Regions from separate parts of the Anser cygnoides genome. Here region 2 is linked to region 1. A link is a contact called in public Hi-C data. All regions are on one chromosome and are shown on one strand. Each heading gives the region's core, a stretch centred on a gene start, on an enhancer-like site or on the middle of the called end of the contact. The rest is flanking DNA. Distances are from core to core; before and after follow the strand shown.

Region 1 (5,025 bases), core at 1,199-3,698:
ATTTTGTACTATAGGGTATTAAGATTTTAAAACATAAAATTTTGTTTTCATTCTACTGTTTACATGTAAATACAAATAGCTGGCTATCCTTTCTGATGCTGTTAGTATGTAGGTTTATATCTGATTAACTCTTCTAGTTTTCATTTTCATAAAATTCACTGGGAACTTGCAATTTGCATAGCCATGTTGTGCATAAGTTAATAACTTAATTAACAATTACAGCTAGAATGAAGCAACAGTTCTTCCTGACAAAAAACATGGGGAGAGCAGGGAATTAATATATTTCAGAGAGCAAGGAAAGATCATGTAGAAAAAGTATGATCAGGCATGAAGAAAGTACGGAGCAACAAAGGATAGTCCTTGACCATTATTGCATATAAATAACATTGCAGACTGGGACCAACATTTGGTTCATTTAAGCTCTCATGCATGGCCCTGGAACCTTCTCTCTACACTATCTTCCAGCCGAGGAGCTTGAAAAAAAAACCTGAACCCTTTTTCTAGACTGCTGGAGAATGGTTGGTCACACCTTGAGATGACAACGATTCCTTACATATCAAACCTTTGTACTGTCTCTGTATTCCCTTAGAAATGTCAGCGTGATGGGTATGCTTTGCTATGACTTTCACGTCTTTTGCATCAAATGAAATTATATCCTACTGATCACAGCAGTGATGTATTAACAACTGGTAGTACAAATCAGTTCCTTCCAGATAAAAGGAGCATGATACCTACTGATGAAATGTGCTTGTAGTCTTAACAGATTATTCCAGGATTATTTCACAAGAATTCAGGGGAAAACTGAGTCATCCCTTGGTTCAATATTTTACTAGAATTCAAGGGTCTTATATTGTGCTTGTTGGACATAAAGCTGCGGCATATGAGAGCAGCTTTGTGTTAAAAGCTGTCACGCAGCAGGAATTGAGAAGTGAAATTTCTGGGTGCCATAAAGGCTGACAAATGAGTAGGTAAAAATAAGGAAAGCACAGCATGCGTCTTGATGAGCATGAATTACCTGCCTACATTGTAGGCCAAGAGCATCCCCCATGCTTATATTTACAGAAAAAATTAGGCCTTTTTAATAAGCTGATTTGCATTAGCAATGGCTATGGAGAATGCACTGGTGTGGAATACTGGGGACCACACACAATGATGTATTTTTATAAGGACGGTAAGATTGAAAAAAAAAATCACTGAAAAAATTTGAAAGAGCTGAAAGTTCAAGTTATTCTGACAATGTTATCTTAGCAGCAGAGTATATCCTGCGGGCTTTCTGATAAAGATATAGTTAAATTTTACTCTTGGCAATGTACAACAGAATTAAAGTTTTGCCTTTGTCTTCTTTTCCTGAATATTAGCAGGCTAACACTGGAGGAGCAAGGATTATGACCAATATACCTTTACTTCTAAAGGCTCTTTTAAAATGTTATTTGTATTTTTGTAGTTCTTGGGGAGTGATTTTTTTCTTTTTCTTTTTTCCTTTTTTTTTTTCCTCTAGGAAAAAAATACAAACATAAGTAATCTTCACAGCTAATCAAGTTCGCTGCTTTTAGTAATACTGTCCATCTTGTCAGCAAAAAAAATGAATTTCATGAATTGGAGCTATTAGGAGATACATAAACATTTTCTAGAGATGCTTTGTCAAAAAAATCAGGAAACCTTGACTAAGTGTTGAGTTATGATTAAGCCAGCTACATTCCCTTTGACATGTATATTCATTATATTTAAATTTTTCTGAAGGGTTTATGTATGTCTTATACTTAAGTTGCCTCTTCAGATCCTTTAAGATATCAGCTTGTTCAGAAAAATTTAAGGTTTTCTGATGAGCCATTTTGCATGTGTACTTCATATATGATTTACTGTCTTTATGAAGTACTACTAACAGTAAAACTTTGGATGAATCAGCACTTTTCATGCATTATTATATTTTACAGTCCTTCATCCATTGCAGAGGATATATTTTCAAAGTGGCTTTGAGTAATACTAAGTTGAAAATGAGCACAGAATTAAAAATATTTTAAGAAGTTAAATCAATCATAGATTTTCAAGTTAGTGAAGATTAACCACGATTCTCCATACAGAAAAGAAAATTCACAGGGTAGTTGTTTTCCTTAAAGTGAGTCATAGAGCATGAACAATTTCACATAAGATAGATATACAGAGAGATACATGACCATATAGTTAAAGAAATACCTCATAGCTTTTACTCTTTTGGAGTGTATGGAGGTGATCCAAATGAGGTAACGTGAGGTGATTAACTGAATTTCAACCCATTAGTCCCATAAATGATAACATCGACCTACTGATGAATCTAGTTAAGGTGCACGTGTGCAGTCTGGCGTGTTACTAACACTGCATAGCAGTCTGTGTCTTTGATGTTCAGTGGTTACAAGCAGTGATATTTGTCTTCTGATAAATAGTGAGGGGTGTAACTTTGTGCAGTTGCCAACGTGTGAGTCAAAGGTTTAAAGAAACTGAGATACCAAACTTAGTGCATGACTATTGCTGTTTCCCAGCCTTGGAGTTGCAGTTTGGAAAGAGAGTAACTGGGACATTGGCTTCTTTACAGAAGCAGCATGCCTCCATGGCAGTAAACAACCACAGAAACAATAATTTACCTACCAGATAAAAACAGTGTTCTGCTGAGTTTGCCTCAGCATGCATATTGACTATATATATTGCTAAATGAAATTATCAGGGAGGAAAAATGAGCACTGGATCACTGATGGTCCACATTGCTTAGTTGCTAGCAAATGACCCAGGATAGTTATGTCTGTGCTAACTAGTCTTCGGCTACTCTGTCTGTTCACTAGCCTATGCCAACTAGTCCAGGATCAGTTAAAATGTTTGCATGTACCAAGACCATGCTCAGTAGGCAGTATGGAAATAGCTACACTACATTGCTCTCTAACACCATCTCTCTATCCACTGTCCCAGTCTCACAGGACAGTCCATACTTAGAGGTATTCAGCACATACTTTCGGTTTCCTGTTATGAATCATAGAATAGAATCATCATAGATGATGACACCATAGATGAAAACACCATTCTGACTAGTTGTAAAACCCTCACATTCCTTCAGGTGCTTTGATGTAAAAAAAATAATACCTCAGGATACTATACAGGGCTTAAAAGAACCACATGGGCTGGTATGTGCTCATATCTCAGGGCCAGGATTTGGTATCTTGTTTGGTGACATAGTATTGAATTTTTGGTTTTCTTTCAAACAGCAAATCCAGAATGGTGAGTCTGGAGAAATTTTGAGCTTGTTCTCCTAGTTTCAGCTGGGATAGAATTAATTTTCATCATAATAGCTGGTGTGGTGCTGTGTTTCAGGACAAAAATAATGCTGATAGCACACTGATGTGTTAACTGCTCCTGGGCAGTGCGCATACAGAGCCCAGGACGTTTCAGCTCCTCGTGCGGCCCTACCAGCGAGGAGCTGGGGGTGTACCAGGAGCTGGAGGGGACAGGGCCAGGACAGCTGGCCCGGGCTGGCCGAAGGGATGTTCCAGTCATAAAAGCTGGGAGGCGTTGGCTGAGGGGGTCTGTTGTTGCTCAAGGACTGGCTGGGCATTGGTCACTTGGTGAGTAATCATGTTGTGCATGACTTTTTTTTCCTTCTCCCTATTAAGCTGTCCTTATCTCAAACATAGATTTCTTGTGCTCATACCTTTTTTGATTGTCTGGCACATTCCTTTGTGCAGCAGAGTGCTGAGAGGTCAGTTCTGCAATAGCTGTTTGCACCGCTCTGCCAGGGTCCCTACTACCAGCTGAGAGTGCCTCTGCCTGATCAGGCCCCAGCTGAGATTGCAAAAGTCTGGTGTGTTTGATACACAGTAGTAAGTAAATAAAAATACTGGAATATCAAGAGTATTCACACTGGTTGCTTTAAGTATCTGATTTCCGTGTGCAATTTGTCGCGTCTGAGCTTACCAACCTTTATTTTTCATGTATTACCAATGGAGAGATGCACTTCAAGAAAGCTGTTTGGATAACGTGAATTTAAGAGTATTAAGCTACCTTCTATTGCTTGCAGGTGGTAAACTATGAGGAACATATTTGCAAGCATGTTTGCTAAGACTGAAACTTAGTTATTTACCTTGAAGCAGAAAATGGTAACATAGGCATTTGTTGGAAAGAGACTGTGTACTCCCCATTTTCTTAATAGTTATTTTCATAGATTTATAAAGAACATTCAGTTAGGGATGCCTCTGTGCTTGTTAGTTGTACTCTATTGTTCATCATTTAGAAATTGTTCCTCTGTCAGCCTAAGTGTCTCTTTCTAAGGCCTGCACAGAACTTGTAATGGCACAAGTGATCTCATTGCCATGTGGGTCTCTAAAATAAAGGCACACATGAGGATGGCTCCAAGAACCCAAATTATATAGATTAGAATATCTGAGGGATGGATCTTGTCTTTATCTGATGGACAATTCAAAACTAAATGGGCTTCTTTCCCAGGAAGTCACTGTAATATTCCTCTTTTGTTCTGGTCTTTGCCTTCTCGCTCCTTGTTCTTCATGAACGTGTGTGTGTGCATGTGTGTGCATGACTATAGTTTTACAACTTTTTATCTGCAATTGCCAAAATTGTTTGCATTCCTATGGAAAAATGTTTCCAGAAGGAGATGAATATGAGGGAGGAAAAAGAAGTAAGTCTACACATTTAGAAATTTCAAGGCTAGCACAAGGGCCAGTGCAAAGTTATAAAAATATTTGCTTTAATCAGTTTAGATATTTTTAATGCTGCATGTAACTTCAGTCTCTATGATTTTTTTTTTTCTAAACAACTCTTTAAATATTCCATAGTCTAGCAACTGGAGAACAGCTATGAAGATGACAGAAAATATCTGGAAAGAAACAAAAATTCTGCAGCAGTTTGGTCACCATAACATTTATTTGAATAAATATATATATATATTAAAGTGTAAAATATCAAACTCCTTTAGCAAGAGTGAGCAATGTGGGTTCATAAAACAGAACACTGCACATGTGCCCAGTTGTAATACATTTACGAAAGTAA
Region 2 (5,020 bases), core at 425-2,924, 240 kb after region 1:
TGCAACCAGCGGCACTTCTAGCTGCATTATTGCCCATTTTCTTAGAAGAGTTTGTATGCCTCATAGTCCTTAATTTAGCTTCTATGTAAAGGTGATAAATAGAACAGAATTCTAAGATACAGCAGTGTCTATACGTAAGAGCCTGCTGGACATCTCAAAATGTTTCGATTCCATTCAATTAATTTGGTCATGATAGGAAGTTACTGTGTGACTTTTTCTATTCCTGTCCTAGAGATGAGGACATGGTCTGCATGAGCTGTAAATATTGTAAGTTCTAGTTATAAATAAATGCAGGCATCAACAGAAGTACTCTAACTTAGGAGGGTTTTCCAGTATATCATTTTCTTAAATTCTTATACCTGTTTCAGTGAAACTAGCTATATTTATTCTTAATTCACATAGCTGAGGATAGAAACAGGAAAAGCCATAACATGTACTTCCTTGCACACTGTTTATAGAAAGAGGGAGAGTCGTGTCTTGTTGATTATAGGTATTATGCAATTGAGGCAATTTTACTCGTGTCTCTGAAGCAGAGGCACAAAATTTCATTTATTTTTCTTTGCTTTGTTTTTAAACAATGACTTGAGTTTTCACTAAGTTACAGAAAAAATACTAAATTTAATGTAAATTAAAGTTAAAGTTTGAAAGTTGAAACTATGATGAATAAAGAAAATATAAATACAATACTGTTCTTAAATCTCATATTCTATTTTATTTTAGATCTATGTTATAATAGTTTGCAATGTCATGGTCATGGGTTAATGAGGATTTCTGCCAGGTGAAGATTTTTTGATGAATGATGTGAAACTGTCTAAAAATTCAGATCAAGATCAACCAAAAGCATTTTGGGATATATGCCAAAGCCATCAAATACTGAATACCATACCATGCAAAATCAGGTGCCATGCCTGAATGTGTAATTTCAATATTTTCTGAAAAAGAAGTTTGATTTTTTTCCTTTTGCTGCAACATTTCATTTGAAAATGTCTTTCAACTTAAAAGATTAAATTTCTTTGAAATTCACTAAAATGGAAATTGCTGACTAAGGAAAAAAAAACATTTCTATTTAAATCTCTTTAATCAAACAGCAGTTATTTTAGGTTGGCAAGAAGAATTTCAAACTGGGGGGGAAAAGGGGGTGGATAGGTCAATATAGACTTATGAAACCTCTTATTTACACTCATGAGTTCAGGCCTTGTTCAATGTCCAAAGTGTGAAATGAGGCAATGGTATGGGGTGAGGAGAACAGAAATGCGTAATATTCATGTTTTAGTTACTGCCTGATATAGACACTCATCAGTGAAGAATGTAGAGGACACGATTTAAACCAATAAGCCAAAGAAATACAAATTACTTCGGCATTCAGTGTCTGCGTCTATCTGAGCTGTAAATAAAGGAGCTAATGTTCAAGAAGGCTACAAAATCCCCGTGCGTAGGAGGATGCATCTGCTGGATGTCTGTACCTTAGTGCTTTCTCAACTTTGAGGATAAATCTTTTGTACCAAATATTTACAGCTGTGATGCTGCAAAAATATTTCTGCAGAGCTTCCCATGCAGACTCCAGTAGCATTGTGTTGTCCTCTGGCTAGGGGTCATTTCACCTGTCATAAATACCTGACTAACACCCAAATTTTAGGTGCACAATAGAGAAATTTTCTTAAGTAGATTATCATATTTCCCAGATAGTAAGTGAAGAGAGGTAGACACCTCCATATGCATCTCCCTCTGGAAAGCTTTACAGGCCAAGTAGGAAATGCTGGCATTTTAGAATGACAGCTTGATTAGACCCTGAAAAATCAGGAAAGAAGTTACATACTTAACTTTATAAGCAGTGAATCATACCCACAACTTCTGTTTTTATTTTTTTCGCGGGGCTGACAAGGCTGACTAATTGCACTAGTTGTTTCGTGGATCTACATCACTTCAGTTTTGACAAAGAATAGAAAAGATGAGTATCAAAACAGCATGTGGCAGAACAGGCACATGCTTAGAGCTGCCCTTATCTCTGTCAGACCAAGGTTATATCTACACAACGTAACATACACAAACCTTAACTCAGTTCAAGGTAGCAATTCTAATGTTAACACTACGGGCCCTGACACATTGCAAAACTGCTCAGTTGGGTGAATACAGAGCTGCGGTTAGTCTAATACTGAGCTCTGCAGTACCACAGTTTCCTTAAAAAAAGTGCAGGGCTAATTCAGGTCTATCTGCACTGAACTACAGCTCCAGCATTGGCTTATCCCCACTCTTGGTGTCAGGCTGTGGGAATAACATTTTCACACACAGAAAAGAGAGCTTGACCCATCTTTCAAATTTGGCGGAACTTATATCTTGCCTCATTGTACATTGGCAATTGAAAGAAAAGTTAATTACTTATAAAAAATGCTGAATTTCATTTTAACAGTGCATTAGTCTGGCTTGTGGATTTCTTTATTTTGTCTCATTCTGTCTCCTGCCATTTTTCTTGACAGATCTTCTACGGTGGCCACAAATCAGCAAGTGCAGATCACCTGAACTGGAGACATTTTCATGTTATTGGACTGATGGAAATTTGTATAACCTCACTGCTCCAGGAACAATACAACTGTTATACATGAAAAGGTAATAATACGGAAACAGTGGAAGAAAGAGGAAAAGAGAGAGAAGTCATATACTCTCATATTCCTGTTACCTCATTGATGAGAAGTGATATGTGATATGAACCAGAATGTTTTTAAGGGCATAAAATTGTGTTTTAGGTGCATATTTTTCAATGTCACATTTGTTTGCTAAGCGTTATGCAGTCACAAGCATTACTTGGGAGACAATTTATAACACATTCCTACCAAATATAGGTCCAGATTTCAGAATCTGAAGTTGAACACTGTAGGGCTTTGGAAAGGAGTTTTTAATGGGGAACTTCGGTTTATTGCTCTGGAAAGGAGTTTTTAATGGGGAACTTCGGTTTATTCCTTATCAATTTAATAGCAGCTGTGAGATTCATTATGTGTGTGTACAGAAGAACAGTTTGAATACAAGCCCCTTTGAATTGTTATTAAAGTTACATAAAACCTTAATTGATCAATTGCTAGATTGAAGGCTGAATGTGCAGGTCCAGGTAAAAAGCCTGCTCAGAGTCTGGGGATTATGTTTCACTGAGACCTATTGGATTCAGATTCATATTTCACTTAAGCTTTTGTAATTTTCAGGTTGTTAGAATGATTAGCTGAAAAGAGAACATGCACGTTACCATGTTACCCAGTAATGGCTATTTAGGAAACAAAAGCCTTTTGTTCACAGGAATAGGAGGAGAGTGTGCGTTCCTGTTACATCTAATGTACTGGTTTTCAACCTTTTGATCTACAGACACTTCCTACAGGTGATGATACATTTGCTTAGGAAACAAGCTTAATGGCTAGGCTTGTTTTCTAACCACTTTTCGCAGAGTGCTCAGAAATACAGGGATCCAAGTTAAAACGACTATTTAAATGTAAATGTTGAGCTGACAGTTGTTAGTGGCATGCACCAAAAGCACAAACTTCAAAAATTAGACGTACAACAAAGAAGTACCACATACATTGAACAGATCATATATTTCATCTTGGCCTAGAAAAAATTAGTATACTGCAATAACAGATGTGAACTGAACAACCACATTAAAATTATTTCTGTTTCAATATGCAAGCAATATTTAAGGCTCAGGACTGAACTACATCAGCTAACACAATCTCCTGCTTAAGTTAAGCCATATTATCTGACCTCGTAGACCTTTATCAAGTCCTGACTTTGCCAGGAGCATTTCCTTTAGAAACCTGTCTGGTCTCATCAGCTGAATACAAGACCCTTGCCTATTGGCAGAAATGCTCCTCATTCCATTTATGTAGCATCTGCCTTTTTTACTTCTTAAGCACCCACTCCATCATTGAAGGATGCACTTGGAATAATTGTTTTAGCCTAATCCCTCTTCTGTATAGTTTGAACAGCTCTTAGTAAGAAAAGGCATTTACATGATGTTTTTAGCAAACCAAGACTATAATTTCTGAAAAGATCCCTACTCAGAACAGAAGATCTGTTCACTATGAGATATGTTTTCCTAAAATGACTTCAGAAATAATGAATATCTGAATACTTCAGAAATACCGAGTATCTGATGCTTTTCCTGTAGAATATTTCTAATAATATGGTTGTTCCCATTTTGCTTTAAATAAATAATTTTGGGGGTTTGGACCTGCTCGTTTGTTCCAGTTTGGTTGTGTGACCCTACACAGGGATCTGTGTTTCACAGTCTGAGAATTCATCCCATTCTATATAACTCTGCTGATTTCTCTTTGTTTAAGAGATGAAATGATATATATGAATATTATGTTTCCTGCTGCAATTCTTTTATTTACAGAGAACATTTGTAAATTTTTGAACAAAGTCAGAACGGAAAACCATCAGTGGTTTCATTGCTAGTACTTCCAACCCTGTGTTTTAGAAGTTCTGTATCCCAAGAAATTTAGCCCTTCCTCGCTCCCAGCACTGTATTTCTCTTCCTTTCTTTCACATCCCGCAGTTCTGGATTGTTTTGTGCCAGGTCTCCTCCAGCATTTGCCCTTGGGCACTTTCCCATTGGAGTAGTCAGTGCCCCAGTGCCTACATTCCCTTTCGGTTCCCCTGCAGAGGTTCCCTCTCCTCAGCCTTGCAGGTGGTGCAGCACTGATCTGCCTTAAAGACTGGCTTTCAATGTTTCAGATCTCATCATTTAGGTGGACATCTTACTGCAATTTAATTTTGCCTGAAGAAAAGTTGTTTAAATACATATTAAATTGACTAAAGTTCGTGTTTGCTGGCAGTCATTAACATAACAGTATGTGGCCTCTGACTGGTCTTACAGAAATGCCATCCAAAGCATACAAATGTCACTAACAGTACCTCTGAGAACTTAAATACATTTATGTAGCTTGCTTGGGTGGTTATTTGTCGTCAAATCACAGTATTATCACAGTATTGTAAATCATAGTAAATATTGGCATGTACTTCTCATTTCCATAGAAGA

Evidence for each region. Hi-C and Micro-C count contacts between places; a contact is called where the count stands out from the background.
Region 2: a contact with region 1 is called in a Hi-C map of liver, with 1.8 times the contacts expected there. The contact joins two enhancer-like sites. A contact is called at or near these places in 2 of 7 Hi-C or Micro-C datasets (both in liver).

The regions. Positions count from the first base shown.
Region 1 is chrZ:68,863,368-68,868,392 of Taihu_goose_T2T_genome, forward strand. No RefSeq gene overlaps it. Among named protein-coding and RNA genes, the nearest start is that of FBXO4, 47 kb to the left of the region's middle. Within about 2 kb of position 2,449, at least 3 of the 3 cell types and tissues checked have open chromatin away from gene starts, as enhancers often do. A contact at or near this core is called in liver, where this site is marked.
Region 2 is chrZ:69,099,682-69,104,701 of Taihu_goose_T2T_genome, forward strand. It overlaps GHR (growth hormone receptor), which reads left to right. Exons shown (of 10, transcript XM_066988782.1): 4 at 2,475-2,604. Among named protein-coding and RNA genes, the nearest start is that of TRNAS-AGA, 22 kb to the right of the region's middle. Within about 2 kb of position 1,675, at least 2 of the 3 cell types and tissues checked have open chromatin away from gene starts, as enhancers often do. A contact at or near this core is called in liver, where this site is marked.